Linked DNA regions of Mus musculus: region 1 is linked to region 2. A link is a contact called in public Hi-C data. All regions are on one chromosome and are shown on one strand. The core of a region is the stretch at or near the end of the contact, and the rest is flanking DNA. Distances in the headings are between cores, read along the strand shown.

Region 1 (3,357 bases), core at 162-2,661, 34 kb after region 2:
ATGGTCTGCCCGTAATGCCAGAAGAGGCTCGGCAGGGGAGCTTTAACCTAACTAGCAAGGTGAGCCATACTGGCAATCTCAGAGGAGAGACTCTGCCTCAATGAACAAGGGGGAAGAAAGGATGATTCGGGACTTCAACCTCAGTCCTTCACATGCACGCTTACATACACACACATAACATACCCCATATAACACACACAACATAAACATAAACACCACATACAAATATATATACATGTGCACAACACACACATAATCACCACATACATGCTCACACCCATACATACACACATACACATATACACCCCACATCCGATATAACACACACATACACACACCAAACCATACACACACAACACACACATACACACAGATAAACACACACAGGCACACACACCCCCATACATACAGGCACATACCACATACACACATACTACATACATACCACACACACATACACATATATACACATAAAATCACACCCATATACACAGGCACACACACAGGTATAACACACACACACACACACACACACACACACACACACATTCCCACACTGAAAAGGTGAGAAGAAAAAAAAAAAAAGAAGAAGGTGAAATTTTGGCTCTCCCTGAAGAGAAAGGGCTGCCCTGGTAAGTCACTTCCTCTTCCAAAGACCACATCTTCATCTCTTGATAGGGGATCAGGTTGTCATAAAAGTAGTTATAAAGCTACCAAACATGTCTAAGTTTCCAACAAATAGGAATTTATATTTTCACAGTTAATTCATTGTTACCATTCATGTGAATTTGATACCCAACTTTCAAATATGGTAAAGAGAAAGAGAAATTAATATTTAGTACTTTCTTTAGGGAAAACACATACCTGTTGTGGTTACTACATTTGACTTTTAAAAACAAATTTTAGATTCACAAAAACTCAGTGTTATTTACTAGGGCTATAATATTCAGATTAGCAAAGTCCTTTATTTATTGCTATTTTTAACTAAATTTGCATCTTTCTTGGCAAATCTGAATCTCTGGCAGAGACTCTATAGAGATTCAATTATCAGCTACTTCTAAAATGTCTGTATCATGAGAACCAACACAAAACCTAGGACAAAAACACATGTCAGCATAAATTAAAAAAAAAATACAACTGAAATTACCACTGGATTCTTACCTGCGCTTGTTTAAATGAGACTTCTGTCTTCTTGCAGGGCCAATCAGTGGTACATCCAAAACAGACGCAGATATATGGTTAATGTTGGCATTGTCAAAATCCAGATGCAAGTTTTCCTTAGTAATAACTATGATGTGGTTTCTCCTCTCCTTAAGCAGCACAAATGGCTCGTTTTTATTAATTATTCCTCAGAAAAGACAGGTCCATGGCATTGGCAGGGGAGGATGTTCGTGGCTCAGTACTGGATTTGGGGATTTGTGTGTAGATGAGAATAACAGCCGCCAGGTCATCATTATCCTTAGCTTGAACCTGAGCTCATTAATATGTATGCAAGTGATAAACATAAAGGCCTTTCTCAAAGCCGGTCGCCTAACCTGTCTGAAAGTAAGCCAAAAGGAATACTGCCTAGTGGGTTTTCTTAAAATTGTTTTGCCAATTTTCCTCAGGGTTATAATACTATAAGTTTATCATTAGGATTAAAATGAGACACTGCAATGTGGCTATCTGTGGAAGTCTCCAAACGCTGGGCAGGGTGTTCCTATAACTTTTAACAGCCGCATAGCGCCGAGAGAGAAGAACTACTTTGTAGTAGTTGCCTGTGTTCTTACACACTTGCTTGATTTCAAAGCTGAAGATTCTTATTCTTCTTCTTCTTCTTCTTCTTCTTCTTCTTCTTCTTCTTCTTCTTCTTCTTCTTCTTCTTCTTCTTCTTCTTCTTCTTTTTCTAGCTCAAAATACCCATTTCTAGGATTAGTTTGGGGGCAGTCTTTTCTAATCCTACCTCACACATAGAAGATGCAACTAAAATCTGTCCAACAGATGTGTTCATGCAGCCGGATTTGCCTGCCATAGGGACTTTCTTCAAAGTGGCCATAATGAACTAAATAACTGCTGGGAGCAGCCACTCCTGAACGCCTGTGACAAACAAGCAGGGAAGCTGTTCCGAGGTCTAAGAGTACACAGGAGTCCTGTCTTCAGAGACTGTGCTGAGGAGAGACAGACACCATTAAGACATATTGGGATACAGTCCTGAGGGACCATAGGCAAGGGGCACAAATTCTTGAGATGGAAGGAAAGAGAACTAGAAGGCTTTGGGGAGAGGTGCGATTTTTGCTGAAATTGTAGTTATGTGGAAATTTTGTCTCTATATATGAAACCGACAGTAATCCTAGGGGTAGTTTTCTTTTTCCCTCCATGGCATGATTAGCTTGACCCAGTCTCCCTATCATCGAGTTTCTTTCCCTGGGACCCGCAGTAACCTTGACTGACAGAAAGAACAGAGCCACACAGATTATCTACTTAGTATCTACTTTCAACCGGGCCCTCTGTCCTGCTTTGTCAGCGTCCTCTAAGTCTTTATAATCCTATTTAAAGTGCCTGTAACTATAGAATGCCCATTTGCATGGAATTGATTGTTTACAGATTTTCATTTTTTAAAAAAGATGTGATTTGAGACATTCTGGCTCGTCACTCCATGTTCTTAAGCATTTAATAATCTGTGTCCCAGACCACCAAGACCTTCAGCCCGCACAGCCAATTAATGACATCTTGGTCTTTATGATCACCATTAAAGACTGTAATTAATTGCTTAACAGCTAAATAATTATCCTCCCTGTAAGTACCATAAACCCTCTGAGTTTAGGACTGTGTCCATGATTTGTCTATTGCTATGCAGGTGGGGTATGGCTCACTACAGTGCCTAATTATTCATTCAAGGACTTATGAAGCACCGGGCTCTCTTCTAAGCACTAGAAAGTTAATAGCTAACAAAACTAAATCTCTACCCTCAGGAAGTAAGGCTTCTGATGATGTCAAGACAGAACACACATAACAGGGCACACATAAGTCAGGTGTGAGGTAATAAAGGGGGAGAGATAGCATGAGGGGGTGCTCAGGGAAGGCTTCTTTTAGGGGACATCTGTGTGCACTGTCTGAGCTAGCTGTGTCTGCTTCCTGGGGGAGAGACAGGATCTCTTTGGATTGTCAAAGGGAAGCAGAGAAGCCAGCATATTAGCAAAGGGAAGAGGGAGTTAGGGGTGGTTGTGGGGTCTGAAAAGAAAGGTGAGGTAGGGGGCAGTTAGGAGACTGGGGCAGTAATTCAGGAAGAGGTGACAGTGACTCTAACAAGGGTTGGGGACGCGGAGGTGAGTAGGGGTGGAGGAAGGGGTCAGATTTTGGATATAGACTTAAAGCAGA
Region 2 (3,559 bases), core at 821-3,320:
AGAACATTCTAGTCTTGATTTTAACTTATTACATCTTTCTAGCAAAGCAACTAAAACCATCTCTTAAAACTTCCTAAAACTATTTGAATCAGTGCAGAAATTCTATAGAATCATCAATTCATCTAAACAGCATTAATTCATGAAAGTTTATCTCTATAATGATCTGCAGGAAATCTGCTCAATAAGGTGGGCCAATGGCCAGGGATTCTTATTTTAACTTAATAATGACAGGAAAGGCATATCAGCTGCAGGAAACGATCCTGAGATGAAGTCTCTTTGGGACCTTGCCATTGAGCTCACCCATCCCAGACCATGCAAAAATGATGGGCCAGCTCCAAGAAGGCCACCAGGTAGCCCGAGCCTATCCTAGATGGCTCCTGACATAAAAGTAATATACAGAGAGGTAAATAGATGGATATATAAAGTGATTGTTATATGATTTTACACACTACACACCCAGGTAAAATCCTTTCTTTGATGAGTTGCATTTACATTCTGCAGTATTATTATATGATAAGTTACACACTTGGTTCCAGTTCTCAATTTCTGGCATACCATTGTTAACAATTTTTATGATTTCCCAAGAAAGCAAAGTGCTAGCTGTATCTTTGTTCTAATATTCGGTCTTGGCTTCAGCCCTTGCTGCAGAGCTCCAGAGTGCTTTGAATTCCTTGGATGATAAGGGTATCTTTGTTCTATGGAGGCAGGCAACTCTTGTTAGGCTCCTAGGGGTGGCTGGTCACAAAACACACTATGTTCAGAAGCTTGGGATTTTTCAACTCCATCCCCACTTCTTCCAGGAGAGGAAGAGGGGCTGGCAAGAAACTTAACCGTCTGTCACCGCCATATGATAAAGCCTTCCATAAAAATCATCAACTTTGGCAAGCCGAGAGCAGGCAAGTAAGAGAGCAAACGCAGAGAGTTAGAAGGGTGTTGTAACCCAGCGCCATGAAGACAGAAGCCCCCACTCTCAAAGCCTTCCACACTGGTCCTCTCTGCTACTGCATTTCCTTGTCCAGCCATACCACTTATCATGTCCTTTATTAAGAGAATAAACCATTGTGTGGATTTGGGGGCGAGGGGGGTTAGTGTGCTATGCTAACAAATACCTGATCCTGGGGAGGGGTTGTAGGAACCATAATGTAGAGCTATTTGAGCAGAAATGCAAGTTGGGTCATGTGTCTGATGTCTGAAGTCAGGGCGAACCTTATGAGCCCAGCCCTTAACCTGTGGAGTCTCACTAACTCCAGGTAGCTTCAGAACTGACTAAATTGCAGCTGGTGTTATAGATACTTAATAATTAGGAGCACTGATTGCTCTTCCAGAGGTCTGGAGTTCAATTCCCAGCAACCACATGATGGCTCACAATCATCTGTAATGCTATCCAATGCCCTTTTCTGGTGTGTCTGAGGATAGCTACAGCATACTCATAGATTAAATAAATAAATAAATAAATAAATAAATAAATAAATAAATAAATAAATAAATAAATCTGGGCTGGAGAGATGACTCAGTGGTTAAGAGCATTGACCTCTCTTCCAGAGGTCCTGAGTTCAATTCCCAGCAACCATATGGTCCTCTTCTGGTGTGTCTGAAGACAGCTACAGTGTACTCATATAAATAAAATAAATAAATCCTTTTTTTAAAGATGCTTAATAACTCATACTACTCCTTGGCAGAATCCAAGCCCTACTCTTAGGTGCCTGCCCTGCCATCTCAACGCTTGGCATGGTTATGTTTTTCACCTTCAGCGTGAGATGTAAATAGCTCTTCAGACTACATTTGCACGTCTTAATCTCATCCTCCAGGCTGTCTCTAATCCCCCTCAGATCTTCTTTTCTGTGCTGTGGGGCTTGTGCGATGAACCTAGGGCTGCAGCAGTACAAGGAGAGTTCATTTCTTCTCCCATAGCAGCAACAAAAGCTGTAAGGAAGCTCTGGCAACTTAGCACTGCTCCGACACTTAGAGAGCATCCTTTTGTGATTATTAGAGGCTTCTGTGTTGTGTGTAATTGTTACCTTTACAGTGGGGAGCTGTGTAGAAACAGTGAGCTTACACCTGCTTACTAAACACACTTCCACTAGAGAGCTATCGGTTGGTACTCCCTACTGACTGATACACTACCATGAACTACACCGTTTGTTTATGTTTCCTATAAAACCTTTATTAAGCCTCTTCTGTAAATCAATGACATGCTTCTTTGTGCCCTTTTAAGTATCTCCATGTATGGCAGCAATTGCCCCTTACCCACCAATATTGACTAAATATTTCTGTTCTTTCTATTCTTCTGCCTGGCGTAAACCCAATGAATAGGGTAAAGAAGGGAAACCACCAATCTACATTAACAAGCTTACTTAGGAGGCCGGGGTGATGGCTCAGAGCATAAGAGCCCTGGATGCTCTTCCAGAGGACATGAGTTCAGTTCTCAGTACCCACAGTGCAGTTCATAACAGTTTGTAACTCCAGGTCTAGGGGATCTGACACCCTCTTTTGGCCTTCTCAGGCATTTGGTGCACACAGTTCACAGACATACATGCAAGCAAAACACTCATATACATAAAATAAAAATAAAAGGTAAAGAAAAAAAATAAGGTGTCCTAGTAACATCTTCCTGGATCAGCAGGAATGACTTAAGCCAATGAGTAAGACCATGTTACTCATGTTTGCCACCCGACCCACCCGACCGAGGTTGTGAGTTTATCCTGAAGAACAGTAGGGTTTGGAAACGTCATTATGTGGTAGAGATAAAAGCAAGAAATTTCAAAAGACTCAAAACAGATCATACTTACCTGTCCTTGTTCGTACAAACATATCGGCAAGATAGACTACATCTGATACGTAATCAAAAATGAGCCAGTATTCTAGGTAATCAGACTGGAGTTCATCAAAACATGCTCTATAAAAGAAAGAAATGTATAAATAAAAGACATGGAGACTACTTGGAATCAAAGGTCCCTTTGTATAATTTTTTTCATACAACATGCTAAAGTTAGCGAGGTCTGTAAGAACACATTTAGTCAATCACAGTTTCCCTAAATCCCTTTTTGGGTGGTTATGGTTCATTTTCTCACACTTCTGAATTCTAATATCGTTTCCACCAATACTAGTTGGGTTTATAAAGATATCAGATAACCAGGCATGGTGGAACATTCCTTTAATCCCAAACACTAGGGAGGCAAGGCAGGAAGATCTGTGTGTTTAAGACCAGCCTGGTCTAAATGGAGAGGTTCAGGACAGCCAGGGCTACACAGAGAAACCCTGTCTGGAAAACAACAACAACCACAACAAAGAATAAAGTGTCTCAGCTGGGAGGATCCTCTCATTGATAAAGTGTTTGCTGTGTAAGCATGATGCTCTGAATTCACTCCTCAGAACCACGTTAACAACAGCATCAACAACAGAACAGCCATAGTGTCATATGCTTAGCATCCTAGCTCTGGAGAAGCAGAGAGGAGCAGCCCTCCCCACCCCATCACACCCCATTTTGCTATCCAGCCAGCCTAGATATACTGGGCTAGTTCCATGTCAATGAAAGATTCTATCTCAAATGCAAAGTAGA

What was found. A called contact is a pair of places that touch in the nucleus more often than the background predicts.
Region 1: a Hi-C map of rod photoreceptor shows a contact between it and region 2, with 2.8 times the contacts expected there. The contact joins the promoter of Cnga1 here to the enhancer-like site in region 2. A contact is called at or near these places in 2 of 39 promoter capture datasets (the SN4741 cell line and embryonic stem cells), 2 of 15 datasets of contacts at CTCF or cohesin (CD8 T cells and the NIH/3T3 cell line), 12 of 484 Hi-C or Micro-C datasets (CD4 T cells, CD8 T cells, CD8 central memory T cells and 7 more), 5 of 115 datasets of contacts at active chromatin or transcription factors (CD8 T cells, the SCID.adh cell line, embryonic stem cells and 2 more) and 3 of 9 other capture datasets (adipose tissue, liver and pancreatic islet).

Annotation. Positions count from the first base shown.
Region 1 is chr5:72,641,341-72,644,697 of GRCm38.p6, forward strand. Cnga1 (cyclic nucleotide gated channel alpha 1) reads right to left here and starts at 1,412. Exons shown (of 9, transcript NM_007723.2): 1 at 1,162-1,412.
Region 2 is chr5:72,606,666-72,610,224 of GRCm38.p6, forward strand. It overlaps Cnga1 (cyclic nucleotide gated channel alpha 1), which reads right to left. Exons shown (of 9, transcript NM_007723.2): 8 at 2,790-2,896. Among named protein-coding and RNA genes, the nearest start is that of Zar1, 27 kb to the left of the region's middle. Within about 2 kb of position 2,071, at least 2 of the 459 cell types and tissues checked have an H3K27ac peak or open chromatin away from gene starts, as enhancers often do. A contact at or near this core is called in rod photoreceptor, where this site is marked.